2 separate regions of the Mus musculus genome follow, and region 2 is linked to region 1. A link is a contact called in public HiChIP or PLAC-seq data. All regions are on one chromosome and are shown on one strand. Each heading gives the region's core, a stretch centred on a gene start, on an enhancer-like site or on the middle of the called end of the contact. The rest is flanking DNA. Distances are from core to core; before and after follow the strand shown. Region 1 has its middle 34 kb from the start of Cyp2j5. Region 2 has its middle 220 kb from the start of Gm40207.

Region 1 (3,981 bases), core at 483-2,982:
TGTTCACTGATTCAGTTTCTGGACTTTCTGAGGCCAAGGTGATAGGAAGCATCTCACTGCTTGGAATCTTGAACCTGGGTCTTACATCCTTAGCGAAGCTGGAAGAATGCTGAAGCTGAAGTAAGCTGTCAGTGAGGATTCCATAGCAGGCTGGGGCAGGGTCGGGTGGCATATTTATTGGTTGGCACAAGAAATAGCAGCGGTGGTCTGTAAGTTCCTGCTTGCTTCGGGACCTCTGCATGGTGTGATCACCCATCTCACACCAAGCTGGAAAGAGTTCCAAGCAGAAGCTCTGTTGTGAAGCCTGCTGTTTTTGGTCATCTTGCTTTGTTAATGAGATCAATGAGAGTTCTCTCTAGTTCTCTAAGTGATTCAGTCCTTTTCATAGATTTCCCTCTATGTCCACTTGAGGGCGCTGGAACCCACGTTACCGAGCCTCGCAAGAAACTTGCTCAGGGATGCTCTGAAGCCTTCCAAAGGGGCATGCTCCAGATGGTGGCAGGAACCCTGACAGCCTGTCTATCTATGAGAGTCTAAATGTGCTGACTCGCTGAAAGGGAAACCATAACTCCCACTTAGGAATCCCACAGCACGGGTTTGAGCCCATTTTAAAAGAGGCATTCACCAAGCTGGAGGGAGTGGATCGGTGGGAAATAATTGGAGGAGGGGACACCTACCCAGGGATCTGGCACTGGTTGGTCAGAGTGAAGACAGATTTGGGGAAGTGGGAGATGGCGCTGCCTTTCCGAAGGGCTTTTGTTTGGAAGAGGAACTAGCTTCATTTTATGTTTCCTGCGGCTGAACTGGAGCCTATAAACAGTATTCTCTTCTCAATAGAGAAGAACAAGGAAAGAGAGCCAGCAGCGTAGCTGAAGCAGCAAGCTGGGCTAAGACTGTTTCCAGCTCACCCATGGCCTGCTAATGACACCACCTTAGGGCTCGACAAGCCAGTAAACTAACCTTTAACTGTCTCCTAAACTCAGTCTTTGCATGAAGCAGTCTCAACAGTGTCTCCTGAGGATGGCTATGGCGACCCAATAATTTAAATAAAGTGTTCAGCATAGTGCCAAGCAATTTTACTTATCTCTATTTTCGAGAGCACAACTAAAAAATAAAAATGTATAACTGACCCTGAAGACCTATGGTGGACTCCCATTAAAGGTGGCTGGCTCTATGCACCCAAGAATCTGTAATTGATAAGTGTTCCTACTCCTGCTTTGCAAAGGGGGCTAAAGCAGTGCTCAGAGAGCCTAAGAGATTTGCCAAAGTCTCCAGACTCTGAGGTAGGCAGGCTGAAAGCCCAAGCCTGGTTTGTGTCTTCCTGTGGCCCCAAGCCAGGACACGCCACTGCCTGTCTGTGTCAATGCTAGGTCTTCACCCAGAGGCCCCTAGGTCTGGTGAGCTTTTGGCGGGTTTATTCATCATACACAATGGCGCAGGGGCACATATGTTGCGCTGGCAAGGCTGGGCATATTTTCCAATGTCGGGGAAAGCAGTGGATGAATGAATAATACAGGCAGAGAGATCAACAGAAGGGGCAAAAGGAGGCCAGGGCCATATCAGCTCCCCTGCCCCCAGCAGGGCAGCAGAAGGCGCAGCTGGCGAGCTGCAGACTGGTGCTCCAGTCCAATCATCTTGCCGCTGGATTTTTGCACAGCTTTCCTTCCCCATTCTTTCTCGGTTTTGACACTTGTGATTATTACCAATCCTGGTGGCGCTGACGCACAGAGTGCAATGGTTACCATGGCATGCTTAATAGCGAGAGCAGATGTTTGGCAGGGGAGCACCATGCATTCTAAATACACAAGGCGAAAGTCGGTGGAGGGCGTAATTGATTTGCTGACTGCAGTGGGAAGCCAGCCCATGCCTGCTCAGGGCCAGGGCACCCTACCACACATCCTTGCTTTAACACTGCACAGTCTCATCATCAGCTGACCTCTGGTAGGCCCCTGGCTTTCCATGTTATCAATTCCCACCTGCTCGCTTGTCTTCTGCAGTACTTAACACCTGCAGCCTCCCAAACAAGCTGTGTCTGGTCTGTCTCCCGTCTGGGCTTGGCACAGCTGTTCCTACAGCTCAAGACGAGGTTCCTTTGTCTGCTGAGCAACACCCATGCAGACCCCAATTCTCAACTCAATCCTCTGTGTGTCTTGGTTATATCTGAATCGCTGAAACTGCTTGCTTTCTTCGTGGAATTTACTGCTGTGTTGTAGCTTGCTTGACTTCTCTCTGGGTAGAATGGTAGTTTCTTGAGGTCAGGAACTATGATATCTGTAAAAACAACAAGAGCAATAAATAAATAAATAAATAAATAAATAAATAAATAAATAAATAAATAAAACACTTGACTTTAATTTAAAGGGGGAAATGACACCAAATTAAACTTTCATTCATTACCATCAGGATCGAGTTTCTTGCGAAACGCTGTATAACCGGTAGCAACACCAAGTGGTGGCCATGGACGCACCCCCTCCCTGTACACAGGCTAGTTATCTGTATGCACAGAACCATTTTCTATTCCCCAGCTTCTCCTAGAAATCTGCAGTCCTTCTCTCATCCACCTCTAGGTTTTCCAATCTCATCTGCCAGTGAAGACGCTTCTTGATCATTACGCAGTTTCTTTGGCATACCCTCCCAAACATGTGTGCCCACTTCTTGCTTCTGCTTCCCCAACACCTCGTGCTAATTGCTTTCTCATTGCTCTGACAAAATACCCTGACAGAAGCAACTTCAAGGAGGAAGGGCTCACTTTTGCTTGCAGTCCAAGAAGAATATAGCCAATCATGACAGAGAGGCATGGTAGTAGGTTTGGTGGCAGGAACAGGATAGCTATAGTCTCATTGCACTCAGGCTTAGGATAGAGTGAGCAGGAAAATGGGGCCAGTCTTAAGTCCCAGTCCAATGGCTCACTTTCTGTGGCAATGCTCTTCGTCCTTTTTCTTTAACAGCATCATCAGCTGAGGGTCAAATATATGAAACATGAGCCTATAGAGGACATTTCACATTCAAATCAGAAGGTCCATCCCTATCGCTTCTCGGCCTTTTGGCTAAGATCAAGTGTAGAAGGTCCATCCCTGAAACTTCTTCAGTCCAATGTCAAAGGTCCCTATAGTCCCAGGAAAATCCCAGCACTGTTCAAACATCCAAAGTTTCATCAAAAACCCAAGGCAGTCTCTCAACTGTGACTTCCTCTGCCATTTATTTTTTAAGAATTGCATACTTCCAACATACATTAGCAGAGTATAGATTCCCACTCCATAGGAAGGAATGGGACACAGTAATGAAAGGTAGAGCCAAAGCAAGACCAAAACCTAGCAGGGAAAACACTAAGTTCTGCAGTTCTATATCCAGCATTTGGGATCATCTCGGAGGTGTGTAGAGATATCCCTTCTATGCTGACAGATACATTCAACCTCTTCTGTCAGCATAAAGGAAGCACAAAGGCCTCTTTGGATTTAGAAGGTGTATGTTCCTCATGTGCGTATGTTTCTCTATCCTAAAGACAAAATGGCTTGGAAAACTGCTGGGTATTGAGTGAGGCCCAAAACAGAAAAAGGCTTTTTAATAGGCACAGAATCCAGTATAGGTTGCTCCACCACTTGAGTCATATGATCCAGAAGACACCTGGTATCTGTTGGTGGCAGGTGGGGATACCGTTTGAAGAGTTTGGGTTTGTTGCATACCATCCCTCTTCCTCCATCACACACACAATGAGCCTTGTGATTTGAATGTGTAAATCATAATGGAGGCCCTTTGAAATTCTGGAGTATGGCTCTACTGTAATCTGCAGACAACCACTCCCCCTTTGTGAGACAGGTCTTGATTTGATTTTTGGGTCTTCTGTGGAAACCAAATGTTCGGCATGAGATCATCAAGTTATCCAGTTACCTGGGCTTCCATCAAGAGATGGGTATTATCTGACCCTCCATGTCATAATGTTGAGAGTGCACAACAGAAATCCATCCTTACGTAGAAGAAGGC
Region 2 (3,981 bases), core at 629-3,128, 490 kb after region 1:
ATAAAAGGGAAAACAGATTTCATCCTCACCTACCAAAAAACACACAGAGATCCTAGTTCTCTCTGGAGGGATGATCTCTGGCCCCATATTAGCACCTGAGGTTGTACAGTCTCGAGATTTACAGCCTGAGTCAGGAGAGGGTTATGCTGATGATTGGGGCAGTCTCTATCTTCATGGAAAATACAATTCCATGTATTCTATAATGTACAAACTTTTCTTTCCTGTCTAGTCACTAAACAAGGCAGTATAACTACTATTTCCAATATGTTCACTTGTCACAGTCCTCTTCAGAGGATTCAAGGTGGACACATAAGCTGTGCACAGGTGTGCACAGAACCAAGGCTGGGGGATTCAGAAACTAATCACCCTTGCTCCTAACTACAGCTATATGTAGGAGATTATTTCTGCCTGATTTTTACATAATGGTGGGAGTCAGCTCTAATGTCAGTTAATGAAATAATACTGGACAAAAACTCAGAAGATGTCTTGACACATAATAAATAGTCAAACATGTGCCTACCCACCATTATTCCCATAATCATAGAATCATATTAAGATTTAATAATGCAGTAAATTACAGAAAAGAAATCACTTTATGCCACACAGGCTGAGAAGAGTTGGGAGAGGGGAAAAACATAATCAGAATATGGTATATGGGGAAAAAGTCTATTTTCTATTTTGAAATAATATTTTTAATATAGTCTTAATAGGCAAAGACATGGCATCCAACAAAACTCAACTCTAATCCATATTAAAACTCTCTAAAAATTTGTTTCCTAGAAACACTCTAACGGTTATAAAAAGTAATATTGGAAAAGGTACATTTAATGACTAAACTGAAATGGTTTCTTTTAGTATTGTCTGTAGGAGTTTGGTCTGGTGCTGCTTGTATTTAGATGCTAAATACTGTACCCCAAGATCTGGTTGCCCCAAGATGAATCCTCATGTACACCTCACATGCAAATCTTGCTCACTGGTAGAGAGAGGGGGAAGGGAAGAAAGGAGAGCAAGAGAGGAGGAAGCCATGATGAGAGGAGATAGAGCATGAGCACGTGGGCAGGAGAAGAGCAACTAACAAGGATCATGTGGCGGCTGGGATGTGAGTGAGAATCATGCCAATGCCTGCCCGATCTAGGCGTACAGCTTGGAAATTAAATACCTGGATTCTGTGTCTTTTGTGTGGGCTGGCTTGAATAAATAATTAAATTTACAATTGTCAGAATGGATTGTAATTCATACAATCAAACAATGAAAAAATAATAATGTGTATGTTGGACTACAGTAAGGAATACCATCTTCATTTATAAACACTTAGCTGTACAGAAGTTTTAGGTATCGATAGTGTACCTGCAGTAGATATTAAGTTATTATATAAAATTTCAGCATTTAATAATCTTTTTTTTCTCTCTCTATGTATGTATGTATGTATATATATATGTATATATATATTGTGTATGATCAATTTAATAAAATTGTATAATAATATAATTTATAATTGCACACAAAAATGTATTTAAGGGATTTTATAACAATTTTATTTATAAGAACACAAACCTGAAAGCTACTCCACATTCCCAGCAAGCAGCTTAATGATAAGTATGTTATAAACCCAATGTAGAATCACTGGGCAAACCATAAATTCCAGATACATGCAAAAACCTGATTACACTTAAAAAAACCAGCCATGTAGAAATCATATATAATATATAAGTACATAATATATTTAACCAAAATTCTAGTTCCATAAAAGATGATATGTAAACAAACAAACAAACAAACAAAAACAGAAAACTGGTGGCCATTCTGTGTCTGGCGGTACCAGCTGAGGACTGAAGGAGAAAATGGAGGTGCTGTGGATGCAGATGACGTCAGCATTCTGAGTTGTACAGAGGTGGGGCTATATAAGCATCTCTACTTATACTAGCTGACTAGAGTTTGTCAAGTTTGTATATTCTTTGTCACATGAAATCTGTGTGCCAATTCAAATGAAAAGATAAAAATATGTGGAAATAGAGGGGGAAAGTAGGAAGGACAGAGAGTGGGAGAAAGGGAGAAACAGTCCCATAAATTCAAGAATATCTGAGGCAACAGCCAAGAAAGGAAGAGAGCAGGCCCTGGGAGCGTCAGGCTGTTTCAGAACCCTGCAGCTATTTAAAGATGCCAAACAAAATCCTGAAGCAAAAAGAAAACATAGTTTTTGAGATGCAAAAAGCAGAAAGTGACCTCTGACCTCTGACTTCTGATCTATCCGCTTAGATAGCATTTGGAAGTTAAGAGTTCATTTTCAGGAATTAATTTGTATAGTTCTCTTGTTCAGTCCCTTTAATTTGGAAAATAAAAGTCACTCCAAATTGCCCACTGTATTTCTGCCAAACTCTCATGTGAAGAATTGGGTGGCAGGTGTTTCTTTCTGTAGTCATTCTTAGGAGGGTTTGTTCCCATGTTTGAATGGAGTCACTTGTGCAACTTCCCCCTCCCCCAGATCTTTCATTGCAGCCTGGCCTGGAATCTATTCTTCTGGAGTACGGTGGAATGTTCGCCCATTTATAATTGCTGCAATCCTTCATTTCTCTCTCTCCGTTGCTTTGCTGTGCCAAGCACATCAGAGCTAAATTCTTGGCAAAGGATTTTTTGCTTGTAATAGTACAAAATACATTTTACTATGCCCTTCAGTGTGTGTCCTGAAGGGAGATGAAGAAAAGCCTGAAATAGCTGAGGGAAGATCTTCTCATGAAGAGTAGCTGATATATGGAAGTAACCTGCTACAGCTAAATCAAGTACCTCCAGATGTGGCAACAAGACCAACAAAAATTACCTTTAGTGAAGGCAACACCAGAAACCAAATTGTAAAATACGTTAACTCAAACGCTGCACCTAATTCTTATCATTACAAAATGACGGTCATTTTTATTTCTTCTTTGTTTTAAATGGTAACTTTCAAACTTAAAGACAAATACTAAGTAACTTGGCTAAGGTTGTTTAAAAAGTAGGCTTAGAGGTTTTATGTGTTCAAATCCAACCCCAGTGTGCTTTGTCCTAGTTCAAATTGCTTTATCATTCCACCCCCCCCAAATCTCTCACCAACACCTGTCACTTGAATGAATATGTTTTGAGTGAAAAGCGTTTAGAAGAGAAAGCCCCTATGAGAAGTAGCAGAGATATTGTAGGACAAAGCCATTAAAACATGTTGTTCTAGAACATCTGAATTGTTTGAGAGCCACAGGAAACAAGGAAAACAAAATGTAATTGACAAAACATACATACATACACACATACATACATATAATGGATATATACATTACATATAATACATGCACATATACTAGATAGATAGATAGATAGATAGATAGATAGATAGATAGATAGATAGATAGATAGATAGATAGATAGATAGATGGAGCTGTGCTCAAATTAATAAATCATTCTCTGGCATGGTTAGCAATTTCAATGACTCGCTCCCTAGATCCTAATTTATATCAGCTCTGAGTCTTTTGACTATTTCATTAATCACTAAGGATATGCTTTATAATTCTCATAAAACTTTTTGGACCTTCAAATCTGTATGAAGACACCAACCACCATCCATTCAGATGGGACGCACCCCCTGGATGACTGACAATCAATCTCAGTAAATCCAATCAGAGTAAGATTGAAGTGCTATTGTTTAGGTTACTGTTTTAGTGATTTATTGTGTTTATGCAGACATTTCATTAGGCCAGTGGTCTTAAGGTTTCAGGTAATTCCACAAAATTTTATGAAAACTTGTAGGTACATTATATTTTATACTTGAGGATGTTGATTTTCATAATTTTACAAAATTAGTAATGAATCTATAACTCATTACAAAGCACTAATCTAACACTTAGAATGATAAGGCTGATTTTTAGAGCTTTTTACTGTATTAACTACTTCTGTTGCTGCTGTATCAAAGTTCCTGATTGAAAGCAAACATAAGGAAAGAAGGAAGGAAGGAAGGAAGGA

What was found. HiChIP or PLAC-seq counts read pairs in DNA pulled down with a chosen protein or histone mark.
Region 2: a contact with region 1 is called in an H3K27ac HiChIP or PLAC-seq map of stem cell-derived neural progenitor cells, with 6 times the contacts expected there. The contact joins two enhancer-like sites. A contact is called at or near these places in 3 of 39 promoter capture datasets (hippocampal neurons and liver), 1 of 484 Hi-C or Micro-C datasets (neural progenitor cells) and 1 of 115 datasets of contacts at active chromatin or transcription factors (stem cell-derived neural progenitor cells).

Annotation. Positions count from the first base shown.
Region 1 is chr4:96,696,324-96,700,304 of GRCm38.p6, forward strand. No RefSeq gene overlaps it. Among named protein-coding and RNA genes, the nearest start is that of Cyp2j5, 34 kb to the left of the region's middle. Within about 2 kb of position 1,733, at least 47 of the 459 cell types and tissues checked have an H3K27ac peak or open chromatin away from gene starts, as enhancers often do. A contact at or near this core is called in neural progenitor cells and stem cell-derived neural progenitor cells, where this site is marked.
Region 2 is chr4:97,190,928-97,194,908 of GRCm38.p6, forward strand. No RefSeq gene overlaps it. Among named protein-coding and RNA genes, the nearest start is that of Gm40207, 220 kb to the right of the region's middle. Within about 2 kb of position 1,879, at least 27 of the 459 cell types and tissues checked have an H3K27ac peak or open chromatin away from gene starts, as enhancers often do. A contact at or near this core is called in neural progenitor cells and stem cell-derived neural progenitor cells, where this site is marked.